Regions from separate parts of the Rattus norvegicus genome. Here region 2 is linked to region 1. Evidence: chromatin contacts called from public Hi-C data. All regions are on one chromosome and are shown on one strand. Each heading gives the region's core, a stretch centred on a gene start, on an enhancer-like site or on the middle of the called end of the contact. The rest is flanking DNA. Distances are from core to core; before and after follow the strand shown. Region 1 holds the start of Ift81 (intraflagellar transport 81). Region 2 holds the start of Arpc3 (actin related protein 2/3 complex, subunit 3).

What was found. A called contact is a pair of places that touch in the nucleus more often than the background predicts.
Region 2: a contact with region 1 is called in a Hi-C map of hepatocytes, with 3 times the contacts expected there. The contact joins the promoter of Arpc3 here to the promoter of Ift81 in region 1. A contact is called at or near these places in 6 of 12 Hi-C or Micro-C datasets (the A7r5 cell line, the Rat2 cell line, Schwann cells and 3 more).

What each region holds. Positions count from the first base shown.
Region 1 is chr12:39,616,629-39,620,506 of GRCr8, forward strand. It overlaps Ift81 (intraflagellar transport 81), which reads left to right and starts at 1,994. Exons shown (of 19, transcript NM_199120.2): 1 at 1,994-2,074.
Region 2 is chr12:39,846,114-39,850,114 of GRCr8, forward strand. Arpc3 (actin related protein 2/3 complex, subunit 3) reads right to left here and starts at 1,323. Exons shown (of 7, transcript NM_001105933.1): 1 at 1,208-1,323. The coding sequence starts at 1,213. It overlaps Gpn3 (GPN-loop GTPase 3), which reads right to left. Exons shown (of 8, transcript NM_201991.2): 8 at 3,957-4,001.

The sequences.
Region 1 (3,878 bases), core at 744-3,243:
AGACAGTTTCAAAATCAAATATGACCAAAAGAATTTTTTTTTAATTTAAAAAGGGAATCATCTGGGCGCTGGGAAGATGGTTCAGGCATTAAAATCATGTGCTGCTCTTCCAGAGAATCCAAGCTTGATTCCTTGCACACACACAAGGTGGCTTGTAGCAGTCTCTAACTCCATTTCCAAGGGTCTGATGCTCCCTTCTGGCCTCCATGGGCTCTGCATGCAAGTGGTGCACACACATGCAGGGAAAACCATTTGTATGCATAAAATAAAAATGAAGATATTGGGGGGGGTAGTTTAACATACTTTGGGCCAATGAGCATTTGCTCCAAGATTTTCTGACACACTAGGCTGCTGCCAGGCTAGGAGTAATCCCACCAGTACTAGCAGCAGCTGGTTCAGAGCAAAGTGGGGAGGAGACAGAGATGGAGAGAGAAAGCAAGTCAAGATGACAGTGAGCTCTTAGATTGAGTCAGACAGGAGTGATAGCCTTCCCAAGTACACAGCCTCTAACCACCTGTCTGCTTTCTGTCTTAGTTTACAGATCGCACAGTCTGTCATCCAGAAAGAAAAGGCAGGAGCTTGAAGCAGGAACCACAAAGGTGTGCTTCTTACTGGCTGGCACCTCCGGGCATGCTCAACCACCTTTCTTATATAGGCCAGGTCCCCATGTCCAGGCATGGCCTTGCTCACAGTGGTCCCGGTCCTTCTACACACAATAAATAAATGATGTAATAGAAAGAAAAAGCAAAGTTGGAGATGTCACTCAATGGTAGCACAGGCTACTAGAAGAACAGGAAGGGGAGGTGGAGGAAGAGGGGGTGGAGTGGGTGGGAGGTGAGGAAGTGAGGGGTGAAGTAGAAGTGACAAGTTTTGAGAACCGCTGTGGCGTAGGGTTAGAGCCTGTTAATAATCTATTCAAAATCTCAAACACAGTTCAGTTAAAAGGTACTTACAAGCTTATACAGAAGGCTTGACCTGGTGTCTCTAGGGAAAAAGAAAAGCTACCCAGAGAGGCTTGTTTCAGGCACACTAAGCAACACCTCTGTGTGGTAAAACTGGTGCTGGACTCCTTCATGAGTCCCACCAAGGAACAACAGGCAAAGTCAATTCCTCCTTTGGTGTGTCAGCAGGCAGAGACACAATCTGTCTCTGTGGAACCTGTCCCTAGGTTTGTGTGCCAAGCGCCTTTACCAGCTGAACTACTGCACCGGTTTGGATCCTTTTTGCTGGTCTTTAAACATGACTCTGTCTAATGGAGACTTGACAGTACGATCCCTTTCCCCCCAGTAAACATCCAGTGTGCTCTGTCATCACTGGGACATCTTGTTATATTTCTCTCAGTCCTGGGCTGTTTAACTATATTGTCTTTCTTACCTCATTACCTCTATGAGGGCAGAACCAACCCTATTGGGTCTCTGTTGCATTCCCAGTAGTCAGCAGTATGGGGCACGTAAGAAACGCCTAATTAATCATTTGTTAGTTTTAAGTTGTGGCAAGTCTGATGATAAATTTACACTCTCCAAGGATGTCTGAGCATCTAACCCAATTTTCAGAGTGAGACTCCGTTTGTCTGTCTCTCTCTCCTCCCCATGTCTGGGTCTCTTAATCCATAGTTTATAATTGCTCCATGCGCAGTTTAATCTGGAAATTCTTTTGTCGAAAACCTAAATTCGGAAACCACACCTATTGCCTTCTGACCCCCCAAACCCTATCTAGCCCTGATTCAAACAAGTCGTCGCCCCAAGTTTGGTAAATAAATAAAGGGCTGAAACAGTACACGCAAACAGCACAGGTTAAGTCCTCTGTCAAGTGCGAACTGGAGACGGTTATTATCAGCAGGAGTCTAAGTGGGGCTGACAACTCTGGTCACCCTTGGCTTTCTGTGGTGGCTCTGAACCCCAGGTACCAGAAACCCAGCTTTCCAGCCCGAGGCCCCGCCCCCGGTGCCCGCCCCCAAGCCATAGGAAGTGACATCACTGCATGGCAACCGTTGCCAAGGAGCGGTCTCTAGGAACCCGCTAGCGCCCCGGTGTCTCCCGGGGGTGGGGAGGTGGTTTCGTGAGGAGGATTTGAGGTAACCCCGCCAACTCGCGGTCGGGAACGCCGCGAACCCCGATTCCCCTCAAGCTGCGCCCGCTCCCGGTCGGTGGCGGCAGCAGGGCCTGTCGGGGGTCGGCCGCGCGGGTCCCCCTCCGCCCGGGGCCTCGCAGGAGGCCGTGGGCCTGCGCGCGCTGCCCCGGCTAGGCCAGAATAACACGCGCGTCCTGGTTTTAATTCTTGCCCCGGCCCCCTGGGTGCTGCTGTGGGTGAGTGCTGGTGAATTAGCTCGGCCTCTTGCGCTGGAAGAGGGAGAGTAATTGCTTTTGCTAATTTTAGCGCGCAGCGCCCGCAGGGCACCGACAACCCTACCTGTTCAAGAAACATCTCTGTCCTCTGAAAGCTGGTGGGGGACGTGGGGTGCGGGAGCCCCAACTCATTTCTTTCTTTAAACAATGTTTTGAAGATTGGCGTATGCTAGTTACGCATAATGGGTACCATTATTTTCACACATGCATACATACGGTGTATTTCCACCGTCCCATCCCGGTTTCTCGCTCTTCACCACTGATTCCCAACTGGGCTCCCTTCCACTTTTTTGCCCTCTTTCCTTTTTGGCGGTCCAGTGAATTTAATCACGGTTTCTTTCAGGAGCATGGGTTACTTCCCAGTGGCCAAGCACTGAAGAAAATGTGTTTCCCTCCCCTAGCAACCATTACCTGCCTGTAAATACTCGAGAGCCCCAGACCCCGTCTTTTCTTCTCTTAGCAACATTTACTTGTTTATCTGGATATTTGGTTTGATTTTGTGTTTTTCAAAGAAGAAAAAACTGCACCAACAACTTCTAAATTGTCTTAAATACATGTGAATATAAGGATATGTATTATTACAGTTGAAAACTTGAACCTCCCAAGTTTTAAAACGTAAAGATATTCTTTCTTTCTTTCTTCCTTTGTTTGTTTGTTTATTTATTTTTGGTCTGTTGTTTGAGACAAGACTTCTCTGTGTAGCTCTGGCTCTCTAGGAACTCACTCTGTAGACCAGGCTGTCTTCCAACTCAGAGATCCTCCTGCCTCTGCCTCCCAGCACTGAGATTAAAGTTGCACACCACTCTCTCTGGCTGAAACATTCCTTTTACATAAGCTTGAAAGAAACCTTAAATTTAGCAACGGTACCGGTTTTGCCGTTCTTTCTTGTCTTTTTAAACAACTTCATTTACTCATTTTTTATTATTATGAGGTAGTAAGATCTTTCTTCCTTTCTTCTAAGTTCCTTCCTTCCTTCCTTTTTATTGTCTTCTAAATGTAAACTTCACCCACTCAATTAAGGAACCCATTTCAGGCCAAACTTGGCGGCCCTTGGTTTTTGATCCTAGCATTCAGGAGACAGAAGCTTGGTCTACACAGTGAGTTCCAGGCCTGCAAAGGCTACACAGCAAGACCTGTTTTAAAAGGAGTGTGTGTGTGTGTGTGTGTGTCTGTGTCTATGTCTGTGTCTGTGTGCACGCGTGCATGTGCCTGTGTGTAGTAAGATGCTCATGGCTCACTCTACATCTTGAGGGAAACAGTATCTTTTTTCATAGTTTTTAACTGAGAAAGCATTGAGATAACTCTGTCTTGTCCAACTCATCTTTTCTAGTTTAAGAGGGTCGTCTTCCTGGACAGCCCAGGCTGGCCTCAAACTTCCGCTCCTTCTGGCTCAGCCTCCCCAGTGCTGGGATTACAGGTGTGTGGCATCGCTCTCAGGAGCAGAAGCTCAGTTTTGTTGCCATGGCCCAGGCTGCTTTGAACTCACTAAGTAGCCAAGGATCACTTTGCACTTGTGAGCTTCCTGCTTGCACC
Region 2 (4,001 bases), core at 73-2,572, 230 kb after region 1:
GGCCACAGGTCTCTTTCTTCACTGCTTTTCACTTTATTTTTCAGACTGGGAGCCTCAGGGATCTCTATACATCCCCAGCTCTGGAATTGCCCACAGGAGCTGCCTCCCCTGGCTGTTTTACTTGGGTGCTAGGCATCCAAACTCAGGTCTTCACACTTGTGCCACTGAGACACCTCCTCAGTCCTACTATGTATTTGTGTGTGTGACAGTGTCTCTTACTGAACCCAGAACTTGCTGATTTTTGGCTAGGCTGGCTGGCCAATGAACTCGGAGGATCTGACTGTCCTTTGCCTCAACAGAGCTGGGGTCAGAAGCATGATCTGCTATACTCCCGCACAACAAGCTCTTTCCCCAGTATTTTTTTTTTTTTTTTTTTGCCTCTCTCCATTTCTTACAGCTATGTAACCCAGGCTGACCTAGAACTCACTACACACACAGTCCACACTGATCTGAGATTTGCTATTCTCCTGCCTCTGCCTTCAAGTTTTGGGATGAAATAATTGCCACCATCGTTGCCATCGATCTATTTTCTTCACAGCGTTTGTTAAGATCTGAAGCTACTTCCTATTTATATTTACGCGGTTATTGTTTCTCCGTTAAAGTATCAGCTCCCCGAGAGGGCCTTAGCTGCTGCTGTTAACAGTGCTGGCTTCCCAGTGAGAGTTCAGTAGTAACACTTGTCCAATGAAGGTAGACCTTATTCAAGCGTCCCTTTATAATGTGCAATCGGCATCAATTTCCTCCCACTCGGATGCACACGGAAAAGGAAACTCCTGGAAACTAGCGCTGACTCAGTGGTGGTCTGGGAGTTGGGTGGGAGTTACAGCAGGGAGGACGATGGAAGGGGTCCATCAGGGAAGTGAAGTCTGACAGGTGATTAGCAGCAGGCCGACTCACTCCCTGGGGCGGAGGAGGAAGTGGACATGACAAGAGCGGGGGGGGGGGGGGGGGAGAAGCTGGACCCTAGGTTTAAAAATAAAAGCCATCATTTTTAGGTTTGAGGCTCTAGAGTGGGACCTGGGAACACTGCAGGACTGGGGGTTTGGGAGTGGAAGCAGCGGGGCGAGAGAGCCGGTGCTGGAGGCAAAGGACCGGGGCTAGAGAGCAGGGCGGTTTCCTCTCCCCCAGGCCTTTTGACGCAGGTCTCCCGCCTCCCCTCAGGCCCTCGCCCCGCTCGGCTCCCCGACCTTGGGGCTCGAAGACTTACCGGCATTTTGTCGGTGTCCGGATTCGATCTAGAGATGCTGAACCCAGGTAAAGCGGAGCAGCGTTTCCGGCAAACTAGACTGGGTGGAGTGGGCGGAAATAAGCCGGAAGAGGCGGGCGAAGCGAATAAACGCACTTCCGGACCCGCTTCCGCTGTTTGCTACAGCTGCACTGATCGCAATGAATGCCAGGGGGCGCGCCAGCAGTAAGCTCTGAGTGTGGCGCATGCGTAAAACGCACTCAGAAAAAATGGATGGGCTTTAGAATTGAAGAATCCCTCTCAAGTGGTTAATAATCAACTCCCGTTTTTTCCTTATTCCCTGGCTTCAGCTTCAAAGCCAATAACACTCAGTTCCCCGATTTACCCTTCTGCCATGTCTATTTTTTTTTTTAATTTAACCACAGTGCAAGTGGGGGAAGTGGGGGAAGTGAGATCTGACTTCCCATTATGAGACTCGGGATAAACTGTTTTCAGAAACTCTTGCACACTAAGCAGACTTGGCGGCCATTATTATTATTATTATTATTTTTTTGTTCTTTTTTTCGGAGCTGGGGACCGAACCCAGGGCCTTGCGCTTCCTAGGTAAGCGCTCTAACCACTGAGCTAAATCCCCAGCCCCGGCGGCCATTATTTTTATTTTTCAATGTTTATGTTGTTAAGAGTCACAAGAAGTCGAGGCTGGCATATACATATATATGAACATGAACTTATCTGTCTCCACTTGTGTTCAGGAATTACAGATGTGTGCTCCACTACTCCGTTATTTTATTTTGCTGTTTTATAATGCCTACGGTGGTATCTCTGTCTCCCTACCCCTTGACCTGCCATCCACAAAATGTGTATCATATATCATCCCTACTTTTTAAAAAAATATTTATCTATTTATTTCATGTATGAATACACTGTAGCTATCTTCAGACACAGCAGAAGAGGGCATCAGATCCCATGACAGATGGTTGTGAGTCCCCATGTGGTTGCTGGGAATTGAACTCAGACCTCTAGAAGAGCAGTCAGTGCTCTTAACCGCTGAGCCATCTCTCCTGCCCCATCCCTACTCTTTCAACACGGTATGGTGTTAGGTCTTTCCTGATCACGGTAAGGACTAGGTGGGCAAGAAAACCAAGTATTATAAGGGCCCAGGTGATGCCACATGTCTGAAAGGGTGGAAACAGACCTACCACTGACCCCATCATATATCATCTAAGTATTTTGAGAGTCTCGCTGTGTAGCCCTGGCTAGTCTAGAACTTGCTTTGTAGTCAGTTACATTTTAAATCCCTTGTTGTGTGCAAACTTGTCCTGAGGTCAGAAGGCAACTTTTGTGAATGGGCTTTCCTTCCACCACACAGGCCCCAGGGATGGAGTTTGGATTATCAGGCGTGGCAACAGGACCTGACCAGCCATCTTGCCCACCATATACCTGGAACATAATGAACTCATTATTACCAAGCACCTTCCTCAGAATGCAGTGCATTGCTGTCTCCTAGTCCTTTCTTACGGCAGTCCCTCAGACTGGAATACCCATGTCTGCTTCTAGACCCACAGCACCTTTCAGACATTTGTTCTGATTGAGACTAAGGCAGCCCCCACTTTGTCACTCCTGCATTTCCTTTGCCAGCATGTGTGTGAGGACCTCTGCTCTACAGAAGCCATCTGTATGGTTATGTCCACCTCCAGTGAGGTGGACAAATCTCTGAAGTCAAGTTCTTTAGAGGCCAGAGGTCCAACGAGGACACCAGCCCCTAGCACACACACTTCTGAGACTGAAACCAAGGAGATGGGAATTACAAACCCTGACAACCCTCCCCCCCACAGGGGATGGACGGGTCCTGAGAACCTGTTCAATGGGAGTCTAGAGACCAGGATGTTTTCAATCCTCTCACACTCCTAGGCCAAAGAAAGCCACTGGCAGCTCAGCCCATCCGCATACCAGGGCCCTGCACACAGCCAAACCAGTCAAGATACAGACACTTGCCTCTTCCCAAGCCTTGGTCTCCAGGCGCAGGCGACTGATTCAGAGTCTGGCTTGGCTTTACTGACAATGGATCAAATGCAGTACTGCAGGCCGACAGGACAACATCTGACTTGAGTTACACTTCTATGAGGGCTGAATTAGGGTCACCAGGTAGAATGGTCACCAAATAACTTGAGGGGCCTTAGTGCATGGGTTCAGTGAAAGAAATCATGGGATAAGCTCTGGGAATGTCACGTCTAACTGGACTGATGAGATCCGGCCTCACTGTGCCAGAGCCTGGCCTTTGAGGGATGCGGGAGCCTTCAGCTGGCTGCTTGCTCCCCAACACCTGCACACACACACCTGCTGCCACTGGACTCAGAAGAGCTGAACTCATTCAGTGTAAGTGAAAACCCTTTCTTCTGCTTTAGGGTATGCAGTATTCCAGGAAAATCTAAGCTTTTAAATTCTCAGAGACTACAAACAAGCCAATTTTTTTTTTTTTTTTGCTTGTTTTTCTCATTTTTGAAATACGGACTCACTCTGTAGCCCAGACTGGCATTGGTCTCATGATAATCCTACCTCAACCTCCCAAAACCTGGGACTACAGTCACGAGTCACCGTACTCACACAGACACACACTAGATTTCTAAACAGTCACTGCCAACATTTCGACCCCTGGGGAAAGTAGCCTGTTTTAAGAGGTTTTCTGGAATGTGTAATTCACAGTCTGCTGGAAAAAAGAATGTAAAGAGGACCTGTTTCTTTCCTATACATACATCCATATATGCAAATCTCAAACACCGTTTTCATTTTTAATTATATAAATAATACATGTTTC